2 separate regions of the Drosophila melanogaster genome follow, and region 2 is linked to region 1. The links are chromatin contacts, called in public HiChIP or PLAC-seq maps. All regions are on one chromosome and are shown on one strand. The core of a region is the stretch at or near the end of the contact, and the rest is flanking DNA. Distances in the headings are between cores, read along the strand shown. Region 1 holds the start of g (garnet). Region 2 holds the start of CG16952.

Region 1 (2,714 bases), core at 10-2,509:
AAGTGGCAGTCGAGCTTTTACAAGGACTGCTTTAAGGAGCTAAATGCCCGCAAGGAACTGTCCAAAATTGTGGAGAAATCGGAAAAGAAGGGTGTCTACGGACTGACCAACAAGATGATCCTGCAGCGCGACCAGGAGGCGAAGATATTTGCCGAAAAGATGGACATCGCCTGCCGCGGCTTAGAAGTCATAGCAACCGATTACGAAAAGGCTGTCAGCACTTTCCTAATGTCTCTCAACTCTAGCGACGATCCGAATTTGCAGCTCTTTGGCACTCGGCTGGACTTCAACGAGTACTACAAGAAGAGGGACACCAATTTGAGCAAACCCCTGACCTTCGAGCACATGCGCATGAGCAATGTGTTCGCCGTGAACAGTCGCTTCGTGATATGTACGCCGTCCACTCAGGAATAGCGACCAATGTCCATGCAATCGGTTTATCCCAGTGTCCATACATCATACCAAATCCCAAATCCCATACAGCATCAGCACTCCATTCAGTTCAATTGCTGCTAAATATTTGAGATATCTCGATATCATTGGAGCCAATCCAACCAAACAAACTAATCCAATTATTAACTAAGCCTTCGAATCGAAAACAACCTCTATACATATATATCTCAAGCTTTGCCGTCAATCGCCTGGCTGCAAGCCATCAACTTAAGATATCTCCAATACAAAATTATTGAGTAGTTGTAACGAAAGTATTAAGCGACAATTTGTTTGTCGAAAAACGCAACGTTCTATTTTGTTTGCGAATCCCATAATTTTTTTTACATCGAAGCTTAGTTGAAATAGATTTTCGTAAGTGCATTTGCCAATTGCCATGTTGTAATTAAAGAGAATAAGAGAATGTTACGTACTTTAAAAGAATGTTTTAAAAAAGTTAATGTTTTGAACAGTTTTAAACCGTAATGCGAGCTCGAAATAAACGCAACTTGCATTGAAAGTTTCCGTCTCTATTTAATTATTATAAATTACAAAAATTTGGGTTATAAGAGTGTAATAGTTATTTATTCAATTATTGTAAATGCGTATAAAAAGAAAGCCGAAATATTCAGTTATTTATATTATTTCCTTCTCACTCTCACTCAAACTTTCTGATCTCAAAACGGTTTTGTAATCGAATGCGCAGCGAGTTATCGACAGTCCACGAAGCGGTTAACATTTCACCGCTAGCGAGTGCAGCCACCTACTATTCAGCGTAGCCAACCACCAACGTGCAGCAAACATCGATAGTATCGATTAAACACAAATTTGCGTACCACCTCTAGTTTGCGAGCGTATTAAAGTTAAAAAAAAAACGAAAACAAATCGGAAAAAGACGGAAGTGAGTGCTTTGTGCTGCCGCCGGTGATGTGCTGAAATCGCTTCGCCAAAATAGCCCAATTTCCCAATCGAGACACCGATTGCAAATCAAAGTAACGCCACGGAGTGCAGCAAAAAGAAAAACAAAAACAACAGCAACTGCAAACATGGCACTGAAAAAAGTGAAGGGTAACTTTTTCGAGCGTATGTTTGATAAAAACCTCACCGATTTGGTGCGCGGCATTAGGAACAACAAGGATAATGAGGTAAGCGTGCAGCCCCGCCTCCACCGCCCACCAAAACAGCTGTCCTCCAACTGCCACGCCCCCCCCAAGCGGCCCAGCTGTGCGTCCAATTAGAACTCGCTAATTGGCTGACAAATTTCGTTTGCATTAAGGGAATCTTATTAGAGTTTGGTGTGCTTGCATGTGTGCGTGTGTGTGTGTGTGGGTGAAAGTGGCTGTGTGTTTGTGTGTGTGAATGTTTTGGCATCTGCCAACAGTGCAAAAGGAAAAGCAGGAAAAGCTTGAAAAGAACCACAAAACCGAACGCAGAAACTCCCAACGCACCAAATTAATTAGCAAGTGGCTTTTATCAAATATTTACCCACGTTAATTCCCCCGCCGTTGGTCTTTTTATTCGGTCCTTATCAGAATGCTTGGCAGGATCGGCTAACGGTACTTGAGTTTTCACACGGAGAGAAAATTGCGTGTGATTTGCAAAAATAAAATTGTAGCTTCATTTGCTTCGATTGTTAGTAATTGCAAATATTAATGCAATAAAAATAATAATAAATAAATTGCCAAAAAATCAGTTTCCATCCAGTTATGGTTTGCATATCGTGCAACAAGAACAATTGAGAAATAAGAATATATGCAAGAATAACTAAGTTTGTCTACGTAAACAAAAAAATAAGTGGCTCTTGATTGAATTCGATTTCTATATCTTCCACTGCGCATTTCGATTGTTATTTTTGCTCTTGTGTGGTCCACTGTAAGCGCTGATTTACAAATGTGCTTAAAATTATAGCATTCATTCGTTTCAGTAAGATAAAAAAATAAATATTAATTGAAAATTGTGCATTTTTAATCTCAACTAAATGTTACTCATCAGCTAGCGCAGTTTCCATATAACTTTTCATGTAAACAACTTAAGGCGGCCATTATATTTCCATTTTGTACAGCACAAATGAAGAGTAAACAATCAAACTTTGTATATTTACATTCGATTTTATTAACAACTGCATCGGAATTAATGCAACAACACTATTATTCTACCCGCCACTGTATGATTTGGAATTTGTGTTTTTCTTTATTTTTGTTCTATTGCTGTGGGCATAAAACTGATAGCCCCACGACGATTCTCAGATATGTTTGTTGTTTTACTCTGCGCTGCCATTGCACATT
Region 2 (2,753 bases), core at 22-2,521, 2.1 Mb before region 1:
AGCTTAAAATCCTAGAGCCCCCAAAAGTTATTCATGTTTGCAGGAAAGTTTAGCCTTGAAAAATTTGTTTCGAGCCTAAATAATGTTGTTTATCTGGAAGATATTGTTTTAAAAGATATAAATTAGCACACACATGCACGCATACATGGCAACATATCGACAAAATAAACAACGAAAAGTGGGACCATTATATTATGTACATACATAGATTTTTGAGTAGGTGCTACATTGACCCACATATGTATGTATATATTTGAAACTAAATGGGACATTCCCACTTAGAAAAATAAGAAAATCACATTTTAAAGCTGTAACAGCAAGCATTTGCTTTGCATTTGAAGGGAATTTGTTAAGCAAAAGTAGAAATATTATGAATCTTTTTACAAACTTCCACTGTTACATTTTTGAAACCATTAAAAGCAAGCACTTTACATTCTAATATTTCGTTTCTCTTAAATCCACAAAATACATACACACATATATACTCTTATGTACACACGAAGTTGCCAATACGACAGTGCCATATGTACATATGTATATGTATGTATAAACAGTTCACATCTGCAGCCAAATACACATTCTTACAAGACTTTTTCCAGCATTTTTAACCGCTATTTAAATTGGACTATATTTTCCAAAACTCATTCATGAACAACATTGAAATGTTAAAATTACATGCACAAAAATAGATGAGCATATGTATAGAGAAACGCACTGTTGCACATGTGCAACTGAACATCTATTAAAATTTCTATACATGTGTACAATTTGCATTGAAAAACATTACAAGTTACGGTATAATGTTAACAAAGATATTCGAAATGTTTAGCCACCGTTTATAAATATTAATTATTAAAGCGTCCGCACGTATATCTCCAACATACATACATATGTATATACCAATATGTATACAGATTTATGTTCACTACGCACATACGTAAGATGTGAACTCGAGATGATTTTACCCGATGCACTTATGTTTCATTATATTTCGTTGGGGAAAATGTGTACCACACACACACTGCACAATCGTTAAATTCGCTCGGAAAACATACTCTTTGTTCGCCCCGTCAGTTTTACACAAGTTATGGCGTTTTCACTCGGTAACTTTCATTTACATTCATCAAGAACCAGAAGTCTTGAACTCTTATGCTGATTTGTGTCCGTTTGTTGCTACTGCATGTTGAATAATTCACATTTTATTTTAAGGTTTCATCAATTGATTATTTTATTTACATGCCAGTATTAAAATGTTCTGAAAATTAGTGTGCCCGTGTGAGAAAATTAATCGAAAAGACGGTATAGCAAGCGATTAAATATCGATAACGATATAATGGTGAAGTGCTGTTGAAATGATGCAGTCAACCAAAATATTTGATTATATTTGCCAATTATGCAAATATAAATCGGCAGAGAAACATTATTTTCTCAGAAATGTATCCAAAAAGCCAGGCTTACACAGACAATATGCCACCGTTAGTCTCTCCAAATATCGATAACTTCTGTTTATACATTGCTTCAACTGAAGGGTTTAAGGTCGCTCTTATCGAAATCTGTAAAAGCCCGATTTTTGCCGATAACAATACCATAGAATCAGGCTCATTTAAAATTATTTGAAAACTTTAACAAGTTATGTAATCATTCAAAAACCAATCGACTTAAAAAAAATATCGACACATTTCTGTTATATATATATTACTTCCAAATATAGCAAATGAAAAAAACAATTTAAAGTAATACTCATACTATTTTAGGTATTTCAACGGTTTATACCAAATAAAAAGGCAAAAATAAATATTTAAATGCTTATGAGTCGGCATTTTTAAAACTACACACAGAGTGAAACTTTATTCAACAACAGTAAACATATTTATGTGTATAATGGATGTATTATATTAATAATTTTCCAATGTGGCTGGTAATTGAAGAGCGAAAACAGTAGCATTTCAGAGCATAGCGCATATGTATGTAGGTGATGCTCCACCGGGGAGCAATATATATATAAGTTATGTGATGCCATTTTCAGGCCGTTTCTGAAGTGTCTCACCCCATTCTACCGCGCCCTAATCTTTAACTTTTACGTAGAGTGTGGGTGGGTAGTGTTCTTGGTGTTCCACATTTAATCCTTGCTCTGCATGTACTTGATCAGGTCGATGACGCGGTTGGAGTAGCCAAACTCGTTGTCGTACCAAGAGATCAGCTTCACGAACTTGTCGTTTAGCGAAATGCCAGCCTTGGCATCGAACACCGACGAGTGGGTGTCGCTGAGGAAATCGGTAGAAACGACCTCCTCATCGGTGTATCCCAGGATACCCTTCAGGGGTCCGTTGGCGGCCTCCTGAACCTTGGCCTTAATTTCATCATAGGACGCACCCTTGCCCAAGCGCACGGTCAAATCGACCACGGAAACGTTGGGAGTGGGCACACGGAATGCCATTCCGGTGAGCTTACCGTTGAGGGCGGGGATAACCTTGCCCACGGCCTTGGCAGCTCCAGTGGAAGCTGGAATGATGTTCTGGGCAGCGCCACGTCCATCACGCCACAACTTGCCGGAAGGTCCATCGACGGTCTTCTGGGTAGCGGTGGTGGCATGAACGGTGGTCATCAGACCCTCGACGATCTCGAAGTTGTCGTTGATCACCTTGGCCAGAGGAGCCAAGCAGTTGGTGGTGCACGATGCGTTGGAGACCACCTTCATGTCGGGCTTGTAGGCATCCAAGTTGACGCCGCAAACGAACATGGGAGCATCGGCG

The links. HiChIP or PLAC-seq counts read pairs in DNA pulled down with a chosen protein or histone mark.
Region 2: an H3K27ac HiChIP or PLAC-seq map of the Kc167 cell line shows a contact between it and region 1, with 4 times the contacts expected there. The contact joins the promoter of CG16952 here to the promoter of g in region 1. A contact is called at or near these places in 13 of 107 Hi-C or Micro-C datasets (the D17-c3 cell line, the Kc167 cell line, the ML-DmBG3-c2 cell line and 5 more) and 1 of 6 datasets of contacts at active chromatin or transcription factors (the Kc167 cell line).

What each region holds. Positions count from the first base shown.
Region 1 is chrX:13,734,802-13,737,515 of dm6, reverse strand. g (garnet) reads left to right here and starts at 1,259. Exons shown (of 13, transcript NM_001272599.1): 1 at 1,259-1,574. The coding sequence starts at 1,476. Grip91 (Gamma-tubulin ring protein 91) reads left to right here. Exons shown (of 5, transcript NM_080180.4): 5 at 1-946. The coding sequence ends at 414.
Region 2 is chrX:15,868,701-15,871,453 of dm6, reverse strand. It overlaps CG16952, which reads right to left and starts at 1,271. Exons shown (of 6, transcript NM_001298375.1): 1 at 966-1,271; 2 at 1-93. Gapdh2 (Glyceraldehyde 3 phosphate dehydrogenase 2) reads right to left here. Exons shown (of 2, transcript NM_080714.4): 2 at 1,793-2,753. The coding sequence ends at 2,120.